3 separate regions of the Sus scrofa genome follow, and regions 1 and 2 are each linked to region 3. Evidence: chromatin contacts called from public HiChIP or PLAC-seq data. All regions are on one chromosome and are shown on one strand. Each heading gives the region's core, a stretch centred on a gene start, on an enhancer-like site or on the middle of the called end of the contact. The rest is flanking DNA. Distances are from core to core; before and after follow the strand shown. Region 1 holds the start of RP2 (protein XRP2). Region 2 holds the start of ARAF (A-Raf proto-oncogene, serine/threonine kinase). Region 3 holds the start of RBM10 (RNA-binding protein 10).

What was found. HiChIP or PLAC-seq counts read pairs in DNA pulled down with a chosen protein or histone mark.
Region 1: an H3K27ac HiChIP or PLAC-seq map of alveolar macrophages shows a contact between it and region 3. The contact joins the promoter of RP2 here to the promoter of RBM10 in region 3. A contact is called at or near these places in 1 of 5 promoter capture datasets (liver) and 1 of 2 datasets of contacts at active chromatin or transcription factors (alveolar macrophages).
Region 2: a contact with region 3 is called in an H3K27ac HiChIP or PLAC-seq map of alveolar macrophages. The contact joins the promoter of ARAF here to the promoter of RBM10 in region 3. A contact is called at or near these places in 1 of 47 Hi-C or Micro-C datasets (liver) and 1 of 2 datasets of contacts at active chromatin or transcription factors (alveolar macrophages).

Annotation. Positions count from the first base shown.
Region 1 is chrX:41,486,967-41,490,353 of Sscrofa11.1, forward strand. RP2 (protein XRP2) reads left to right here and starts at 1,900. Exons shown (of 5, transcript XM_003360282.4): 1 at 1,900-2,288. The coding sequence starts at 2,187.
Region 2 is chrX:42,076,821-42,080,170 of Sscrofa11.1, forward strand. It overlaps ARAF (A-Raf proto-oncogene, serine/threonine kinase), which reads left to right and starts at 1,382. Exons shown (of 16, transcript NM_214329.1): 1 at 1,382-1,432; 2 at 2,731-2,885; 3 at 3,038-3,141. The coding sequence starts at 2,790.
Region 3 is chrX:41,771,104-41,774,812 of Sscrofa11.1, forward strand. It overlaps RBM10 (RNA-binding protein 10), which reads left to right and starts at 2,129. Exons shown (of 24, transcript XM_021080368.1): 1 at 2,129-3,155. It overlaps NDUFB11 (NADH dehydrogenase [ubiquinone] 1 beta subcomplex subunit 11, mitochondrial), which reads right to left and starts at 2,776. Exons shown (of 3, transcript XM_003135056.4): 1 at 2,138-2,776; 2 at 216-346; 3 at 1-52. The coding sequence starts at 2,344.

The sequences.
Region 1 (3,387 bases), core at 650-3,149, 280 kb before region 3:
GCTCCCATAAACATCAGAAGGCCTTAGGTAGACGCTTCTTTTATTTATTTATTTATTTATTTATTTTCTTTCTTTTTTGGCCGCCCTGAGGCATGTGGAGTTCCCAGGCCAGGGATCAGATCCAACGCCAGATCCTTTAACCCACTGTGCCGGGCCAGGGATTGAACCTGTGTCCCAAGCAGATACTTCTTTACTTCTATCTTTCAGATGAATCAGAAAGCACCACATTTGGGAGGAGGGAGCATTGGACACACAAGCTCTCGGTTTTTCTAGACCCTGCCCAACCACTTTCATTGTGACGGCAGATTAGTCCCTTCACCTCTGTGGACCTCTGCATTCCTCTGCATGGTGATCACAATTTTAGCCTTCTGGGAATAAAAAACACCTAAGGGTCTCATCCAAAACATCCTCACATAGACTCTCTCATCTCACTCTGAAGAAGAAAAAGGGAGCACCAGGTAAAACCTCAATTGCCTAAGATCTGGAACTTAAATTTACAGTAATTTCTCATACTTGGGCGCATGCACTTTTCTTCCTGATTGTGCAATAAAAGGCAGGAAGTGAAAAAGGGAACATCCTTAATGCTCAAGTTAAGTCAGGGGCTCATTTAAGATATACGCCAGTGAATACGTGTGAGAAAGCAGAAAAATAACTAAATTTGAGCCTCAACTAATCTGCATTTGATGTCCTACCAAATACCAAAATATTGTGTTCAGAGAATTAAACCAACAACTTACCTTTTCTCTCACATAAGCAGTATATGTGCATCGTAGTAAAACTCAATCCGAGTACAGCAAATGTGAATATTTAATATATATTTTTAAAAAATCTTCAAACTCTGTACCATTTGCTGAGAACAGATTTGATGGTTTATATGGGAATGCTTTTTTCCTCCACTAGGCAATAAACTCCAGGAGGAGAACCCTTTTACCGTTCCTCCCCCTTCATCACCCCCCCCCGGCCCCGCCCCGCCCCGCCCCACACACTCAGGTTATTTTGTTTGGGAAGGAAAAGGGAAAGACTGTAAAGGTTTCCTTCATTAGTGTGCAAGCATTCATTCAACAAACGTTTTATTGAGCAGCTAGGGAGAAACTGGGCCAGACTTGGGGGATTAAAAAAAAAAAAAAAAAAAAGAGACAAGCCTTTTTTTTTTTTTTTTTCCCACTGTACAGCAAGGGGGTCAGGTTATCCTTACATGTATACATTGCAATTACAGTTTTTCCCCCACTCTTTCTTCTGTTGCAACATGAGTATCTAGACATAGTTCTCAATGATATTCAGCAGGATCTCCTTGTAAATCTATTCTAGGTTTTGGGCTTATCAGACACAACCTAGAGACAAGCCTTTTGATGTCAAGAAATTCACAATTCCAATAGGGAGACGATACACAAGTAGTTATTTTACTAAGTTCTCGTTCGATTTTAGAGTGATACGTGCAAGTTCTAAGAAAGTACAGAAGACAGGGCAAGGAAGGTAGGGAAAGTGGTTGGGGAAATTTCCCGCGGGGGGTGGGGGTGGGGTGGCGGGTGGTGACGCGAGCCAGAAGACGCGGGGGCGGGGAACGGGTGATCGGGAGTGAGGAATGCGAATTTCAGGGTCCTTCTTGCGTCAGCAGGACTTTCTGTTCCCTCATCAATTGCATCACAAAACTGAACTCTCCAGGCGACTGCACACGGGAGCCCTGCCGCATCTAGAACTTGGAAGCTGAGACGCAAGGGCAAAAAGACCCGCCTGCCAAAGCGGCACTCCCGGCAGCGGGACGGGCCCGGTGGAGTCCTCGGAGGGACGGGGCAGGGCTGGGGGCGGGGTCGGCCGTGCGTGGGCTGGAGCCGGCTGGGCCCGCCCCTGGGGGCTGGCGCAGGAGCCGGGTGTAGATTGGTTGTGTGCATTTGTCGACCTCTCTTCATAGGCAGCACAGGCTGCTCTCGGGACTTTGATTGGCTCCCCGGGCGCTGAGTGGTCATTGGCTATGGTGGGTCGTCAGGGCGACTGAGAGGAAAAAGAGCAGGGGTGTTGGGCCTGACGGGCGAACCTAGGCTGCGGGTGGCTGGGCGGTTTCGCGGGGGTGGTGTACGGGAGAGCTGCGGTGCCCGGGGCGCCCAGGGCTGAGGCTGCAACTCCGGGAGGTACCTGAGCTAGTGGGCAGGCAAGGAGGAGCGGCCAGTGAGACGCCGCGGGCCGGGACCATGGGCTGCTTCTTCTCCAAGAGGCAGAAGGCTGAGAAGGAGTCGCAGCCCGAGGGCGAGGAGGAGCGGCCGAAGCAGTACAGCTGGGACCAGCGCGAAAAGGTAACCCAAGTCCCGTAGATGCTGGTCTCACCCCCTCCGAGCCTCTTGGCGAGGGTCCCCCGCCGCCCCGCAGCACCAAGGGGGGCTGACCCAGCAGCTGCTGCTCCCGCACGCGCGCTCTCTCCCGCGAGTAGTTGAAGTCGGAGTGAATGACTTTTTGGGGAGCCGAGAAATTGAGCGCTAAAGAGGGCGCCACGGAGGGCTGTGCAGCGCTGGAGGGGGGCCTAGAGCTCATTGTCCGGATTGATGGATCCTGCGGGCTTTCCCTTCTCGCTGCATCCCGGCCTTCGGTCCGGGGATGGACTCGAGGGAGGGAAGGGAAACCCGGGAATGCCCTAAATCTCACATCTGCTCGTTTCACCAGCAGCGCCCAGCGGGGTTTTGTGCAGTCCTCGAGTTACACATGGGACTGATTCTCATCTCTTTCGCGGCTTATGTTCTTTCTTTCTGTGGCTGTTTTCTCTTTTGTCTGCCCCTACCAGTAAATCTCTTTGGTGCCTCCTGATAGATTCCGCTGCTGAATTTTCTCAAGGACGAAGTGGACCGTTTGACCTACAGCTTTGCTTTCCCTCCTCTTCCAGTTACCCGAAAGGAATAAGGAAAATCGAATCAGCTTTGGAATGTGGGTTAAGACTGTAAGATGAAAATAACCAGCATAAGCCAAGCGATATTTTCCTGTTGTTTTAATGAATGAAAATGCCCTCGTTTTTACTTTTCTATATAGCCAGAAACGAACAAGCTTTGAGCACGTCCACCAGGGTTACACAAAACACACTTAGTCATAAATTTCATAATGCTTCCTCTTTCTACATAGTTCTCCATTTGACAGATTTATCAATTATTTTTCTCTTCCAAACAAAATGAGAAAAAATTTTAAGTGAGTGTTATGAACAGTTAACTCCTGCTTAATGCAACATATCTTTATGCAGAAATTCTTTCTGGTAAATTTCTTATTAAAGTTTTGATTCTATAGACCATCCTGCATGAATTCCAATCCCCAGCAGAATTTAATCATGTAAACTCAGTTCTCCAAGTGTCAGATTTAAGAAATTGGATGCTTTTTACAGACTTCTTGGCCCCATCTTTCTGCCTCTGGTTT
Region 2 (3,350 bases), core at 132-2,631, 300 kb after region 3:
TCCTAATGGGAGAAGGTATGCACTTCAAACACAACAGGCGGTTCATACTGTTGGGGAAATCATTACAAATAAATCGCATGCCAACCCAGCAAATCCTCTCCACAAAGGTAGCGAAGAGCGGAATAGGTTTATTATCGAATAAGCATTAAATCAGACCGTGAGGGGCATCACAAGCAATTCACTAAAGAGATTTCCGAGAAAGAAATCTCCTCCTTTCATAGAGTCAGGCAGATACAACCCATGACCTACATGGTCTTAAAGATAGATGATAACTTGTCTTCAGAACTTGACAGCACCACTCGCTACACACAGTTCCTCTCAAATTCACCTGGTAATTGGGGTAGCCATCTGCCTTTAGGCAAAGGAAAAATAAAACGCATATCTCTTTGACAAGCAGGTGATGACTTGGAGCCAGCCGCCCAGGTCAAATTCCTACGCAGGTGGAGATAAGGCCCAATCGCTGTTTACCTTTGCATTTCAAAGACCTGGCTCCCAGGACCTTAAGAACAGCATTCCTGAACTGTAAAACTGGCAGAAAGCCTATTTAGCTTTTTTAAAGAGTCGCAGACCTCTCCAAGGGACAGAGAAAAATTTTACGAGTTTTCTAAAGAAAATAAGAAAAAGGAGGATGGCGAGTCTCTTTCACTTGTGACACCAGGGAAAAGTAAACTTTAAAAAAAGACTTTGTGTTTACCGTACACACGCTTCCCTGCAGTTATGCCTCATCTCAGGTTCGCACTTCCCTCCCCTCTTCACCTGACCATCCCTGATTAGTCTTTGAAAATCCTTATCAACTCCATTCCTAAAGGAAGCCTCCCCAAACAGCAAGCAGGCCTTCACTCCTAGGGCCAGACCCCCCTGCCCTGGCCACACCAGAGACCCACTCTTATCAAAGGTTATGATTACAGTCTCCTAGAACCGGAAAACGCTGCAGAGATTTTTTTTTCTGATTCCAACCCATTTCAAAGACGGTAAAACTGAGACACAGGAAAGTCCCAAATGAGTAGTTGGGCACAGGGTCACTGGAGTGAAAAAGGGCCCTTGAGGATTCCCCGTTCAGATTCGGAAACTCCTAAAGTTAGCCCCTAGTGACCCTCCCCTCCCCACAAAAATAGCTCTGCTTTATTCCATCATGGCACGATTGGGGTTAAAGCCCATGGCACGCAGGTCTCTTCCCAACTGCGCCTGCGCGAGCCCGGACGTGCGAATTTGCCCTAGACCCTGACGTTTCAGGCAGCCCCTCCTAATCCGGAACACGACCCACATTCCGCGGGTCCTGCCTTGACAGGCGTGACCCTGATCCAATAAGAATGGAGGGCCGAGTCCAGCGGAGCCAATGGCCAAAGTCCGAGGGGCGGTGGAGGCGGACTCTGTGAGGAAACAAGAAGAGAGGCCCAAGATGGAGGCGGCGGCGGCTGTAGCGGCGTGACAGGTGAGGGCGGGCCCGGCAGGGTTCGGTTTCTGGAGCGACCGCCGGGCACGAGTAAGGAGCCGGGACCGAAAGCTCAGCTCCGGGATGGCTGCGCCCGGGCCTTGGCGCCCCCTGCCCGGAACCGGAGGAGTGGTTTGACCCGGGGCGAGACCATCGTCGACAGCACGGGGAGGGGGGGTAGACTGGAATAGGGGTGCAAGGCTGCGGGGGATGGTTTCGCCCGTCGCGTGTAGCAGCGCGCCTGCGCAGAGCTGAAAGGCTCTCAGTGGGCAGGGCCAGGCCGTATATGGGGCTGGGGTTGTGGTGTGTCTTGCTTGGAGTCCTTCTTAATCTCTCTAAGGTTAGGGGAAGACTTTCTTACCAGCAATGGGGAGTGCATGAAGACGGGGCTCACTCCTCTCTTTTCTTATTCTGGATCAATGTCCGACCCACTAGGAGAATGTTTGAGGATCTCCCACCCCTTACTCCTCTTTAACCACTCCCAGCCTCCTTCCAGTAGCAGCAGTGGTATGTCTGTGAGCCCTTCCTTCGTTGTCAGGGAGAGTTTGGAGCGCCCTCCACCCCACCCCCACTTTACCCCCTTGTACCTCTCATCTCGACCAGGTCTGGTGATGCTCCATGTCCCTCCTTTCCCCCATTATCCGCTCTTCTCCCCTTTACGGTCCCTGGTGATTCCCTAACACATCTCCCTTCAGCATTGTGTCTGCGGAGCCTCTGTGAACCCCCCATCACAGTCTGCTGACTGCCATTTGCCACCTAACACAGGGTCCGTGAGTCTACCATCATTACACCCCAAGGGCTTTGGGGTGCCCCCGGCGCCCTTAAGAACATTGTTTGGTGCAATGCCCCTTTCCCCCAAACTCAGGGCACCCTGTCTGTGACTCCTCCCACCCCACAGTATCTGGTAACCCCTCCTCCATGAGAAAGCCAGGACAGCCTGTTCATGTCCATTATGTACCTGACACGCCCCAGTGCAGTGCATGCTGACTTCCCCGTTAGTCCCCAGCCCAGAGACTTCGTGTGCTCCTGTGGCCTCCAGGACAGTGTGTGCTGCCTCTCTTTATGTCCTAACCCCCACCCCACCCCGCCCTATGCAGTGAAATGGAGACCTTGGCACTTAAGGGTGAGACAAACAACAGGAGGGGCTGGGCCGAGGAAGAACTGGATCCCTTGAGCTGTGTGGGTATTAGGCTACAGGGGGAGACGTGGAGCCTGGGGACTGAATGTTTTTTTGTCCTCTGCCACTTTGCTTCCTAACAATTGTTCCCGGACCACTGCATTCCGCCTCTGTCTTCCAGGAGCCCCATGGCACCTGCCCAGCCCCACCTGAGCCCGTCTTGACAAAGTCCTAGGCTCCATGGAGCCACCACGGGGCCCCCCTGCCAACGGGGCCGAGCCGTCCCGGGCAGTGGGCACCGTCAAAGTGTACCTGCCCAACAAGCAGCGCACGGTGGTGAGTCTGACGGGAGCAAAGCTGGCCAGGGGTGGGCAGGGACCCGGTTGGACATCGTGGATCAGAAAGGTGACAGGGGCTGGGAGCACGCCTTTGCCGAGGGCTGGGGACCCCGTGGGGCACCGACTCCTCACATCTGTGCGCACACGCAGGTGACTGTCCGGGATGGCATGAGTGTCTACGACTCTCTGGACAAGGCCCTCAAGGTGCGAGGTCTCAATCAGGATTGCTGCGTGGTCTACCGGCTCATCAAGGGGTAAGCGTGGCACCCCCCCAACCCCCACTGGGGGCCCAGCTGTCCATCCCATCCCGGAGTCATCTGACTCCTCCACGCTGCTGTGGCATCGTCTCCCGTAGCCTTCTTCCCTTCATTCAGTGACTCCAACTAGCCTTTGCCTCATCCCTTCATCGGCTCGCGGGCCCATAAGGTCAGCAGCTCATTTTCTTCTTGGGACTCAAGTCATC
Region 3 (3,709 bases), core at 879-3,378:
CTCTCGGTATTTCACGAGCCTCTCAGCTTCCCGGCGGGCCCACTCCTGCATCCTGGAGGCAGCAGCGTGGGGGTAGACTTGAGGGAGCCTCCATGGACACCAATCCCCATCTTAGCTCCCATTGCTGCACAGGGACAGGATTCCTGACAGTCTCTTTAAAGCTCCACCCCTGCCTCTGCCCCCACCCACCCCACTCTCTTGGACACCCCATGCACCTGTAGTCAGGCAGATAAGCCACAAAGGTGCTGCCAAGGACCAAGACGATGGAGAAGCCAAAGAAGAAGACGACCCGCATGTTCCAGAGGTCCACAATGGGGTCCTTGTCATAACCGTGGGAATCTGGGTTCTGAGGCAAAGAGAAGAAGAGGTCAATGAAGGCTTCCTGCCACTCCACAAAGCAGTATAACCCGATCTCCAATTTCACCTTGGACCAAGCTCCTCCCTCCCTTCCTAAATTCCTCTCTATTCTTAGGATTTGTCAAGCTCCTTCCCACCACAGGGCCTTTGCACTTGCTCTTTCCTCTGCTGGGAAAGCTTTTCCCGCCGACCTAGCTGTGGCTGGATCTGCCTCCTCAATCAAGGTTTTGGCTTCATCATCGCTCCCCTCAGGAGGCATTTCCTAGTCACCTTGTCTATTAAGTTGAGCTAGAGCAAACTGACATTTTTAACAGGTCAAAAATTATTGAATATTGGCAATTTCCTATGGCTCAAACTAATAAAATAACTCCCTACCCCAAGTCACTATCCATTCACTTATCTTGCTTAACAGTCTTTCTAGCATTTACTTGTTTGCCAAAGCAGTATAGCCCCCAAATCCTCTGATCACATTATCTTATATTATTGATTGCATACTTTATATCACTGGGTTTTTTTTCTTTTTTATCTTTTTGCCTTTTCTAGGGCCGCTCCCACGGCATGTGGAGGCTCCCAGGCTAGGGGTCCAATCAGAGCTGTAGCTGCTGGTCTACACCACAGCCACAGCAACTTGGGATCCGAGCCACGTCTTCGACCTACACCACAGCCCACAGCAACACCGGATCCTTAACCCACTGAGTAAGGCCAAGGATCGAACCTGCACCCTCATGGTTCCTAGTCGGATTCGTTAACCACTGAGCCACGACAGGAATTCCTCTATATCACTGTTTTCTAATATTCTATACATTTATTTTCCCTGTTCTCTGCTATCATGTATGCTCTGTGAAAGCAAGGGCTTTATCTAACTCCCATGTGGCTGAATCCCTAGCACCCTGAACTTAGCCTGGCACACAGCAGGCCTTCAATACATATTTACAGAATTAATATATAAATGAATAAGCATCCTACAGAGCCAAGCTCCTCAACCAAAGGTTAGTATTGATGAAGCATCTATCACGTGCCAGGCCTTTTCACAAGCACAAACTGCACAATATCCTGGTAAGGTGGAAAGTGGCAAGAATAATTAACAGCTTCTAATGGTGAGTACTTAATAAGTGCCAATTGCTGTTCTGAGCACTCTGACTCATTTAATTACACGAGGCAGGTGTAATATTTTATTTTTTAGAAAGTGTCCTAATACTTTCCCCATCTTTCAAAGAAACTGAAGCACCAAGGGGTTAAGCTACTCGCCCAAGGTCACATATGTAAGTAACTATCAGGGCCTGTATTCCAACTCAGGCATTCTGATTTCAGTCTCTGCTAACAGGATAGCACAGCAGACCTGATTCTGCCACACATTCAGTTAAGTGAGCTTGGAGGAGTCACTTAACACCTTCATGCTTCAGTTTCCTCATCTGCAGAATGGGTATATTAATAGTACCTACCTCGAAATAGGGCTGTTTTGAGGATTAAATAAGTTAATATTATAAAGTGTTTCGAACACCTGAGCAAGGACCGTATCAGTGTTTAATATTATTGCTGTTATGGTATACTGCTCATTTCAGGTTTGATATCTGTCTGGAAAATAAGGTCAGTCTCGCCTCTGGCCCTGAACCGAAGGTTATCAGGGGACAAAGGAGGAAAAGGAGCTAGAAAGAACTCCCAAATCTTTGAGGATTTTGCCAGCTGCGCAATCCTCAGCCGACTAAGTACGTCCTCTACGGCGCCCCGTCCGCAGGTCCCCGATTGACCCTTGCGGCGTCCCGTTTCCCCTCCCTCTCACCTTCTCATAGAGGTTTTCGTCCTCCGGATCTGGGTCCTCCTGCAAGCGTATAGTCGGTTCCGGCGGCCGCTTTCCCACCAGAGCGGACGGGGCGATCACAGCCCTGGAGGAGCCGGACTCCCAGCGAACACGGGCAGCCGGGAGCCCTCGCGTCGCCGCTGCTGCTAAAAGGCGGCGAGCGCACAAACCTAACACCCCGGCCGCCATGACAGCTCGTTCTGCAGGCTCGCGGGGGCGGGGACGGAAATGTGACTCTGCGCAGCTGCAGTTGGGCCTGAGCGCGAGAATTGTCGCTCCGCCCCCGCCGCACTAAATAGGTCCCGAGTTGGGATTTTGTTTTCAAACGTCCTCTTTCCCTCCCTCTGTCATGGCCTCACGGGAGCAACCAGCTTCCTATCTTCTCGGTCAGGCTGTGGAATTTCTGGCCGAAAAGGCTGCTTATTTTCTTGACGAGAAGAAAACGGTGACACTTGGGTGGATGCAGTCCCCAACCAATCTCGAGGAGAGTTCCCGTGCCCTTTGGCGAGAGGGGCGGAGCTTCCGCTGGTCTTTCATCTTCCTAGGAAGCCGAGCTTCTAAAAAGCGGGCCTCGCCGGATTGGCCAATAGCTACTCTTTTTCTCGACTTGCGGGCGTTCGCACGGGGAGCGGGGTGGTGGCATGCGCTTGCCAATCAGAGCAGGCCAGGGCTGGCCCACGAAGGACGGCGACCAATAGACGGGGCCGGCCAGAGCGCGCTCCCTTAGTAGGTGGATGGTGGTCGAAGCGCCGGCTCCCTTCTCGTCGTCGCCATTTTGTGCTGGTGATCGCGGCCGGCTGGGAGTAGGCGGCAGTGAGTTGCCCGGGGAGGGCAGCGCGCCTGGGCGCTCCTTCCCTCCCCAGTCCTCCGCCCTTCCGCATTCAGCCTCGGACTGGGTCGTTGCGCGGACCGGCTCCGGCTGAGCTGGGAGAGTTGGAGGAGGTGGCGGCGGGCCGAGGTGATGTCCGGGAGCCCTCCCTTGACAGCCCGGGCCGAGAAGGTGAGCGTCGACGCTGGTCGTGGGGGCGGAGGTAAGGGACCGGGGGCGGGGGTGGGGGGGGGAACGCGTAGAGGAGGCGCGAGGGCGAACTGCGGGCGGCAGGTTTGGGTTTTCGTGCAGAACCCCCGATGCTCACACGGTCTGTGCTCGGGAGGGGGTGTCTTTTTTTGTTGTTGTTTTTTGTTTTTCTCCTTTTGAGAGCAGAGGCGCGTGCGCGATTGGGACACAGGATGGGTGCACGCGGGTTGGGGGAAGGGAGGGACGGATGGGAGTGGGTTACTGTGGCTTAGTGTGTCTGCGACGCCGAACTTTATCCGTGGGAGGCGAGTGTCTGCGACTTTGGTTTTTATCTATAGGAAGTGTGCTGTCTGCTCTCCTGTGTGACTTTGGTACTTACCTATCCACGGGGAAGTGTTTGGTGGCTCTGGTCCTTATTCTTGAGTGGGGGAGGAGGGAGAACGTATGACTGGGGTCTCTATCCTCGGATCGTGTGTCCGTAACCCTGGTCCTTATCCATGGGGAGGGGTCCTTATCCCAGAAAGTCTTCTTACAAC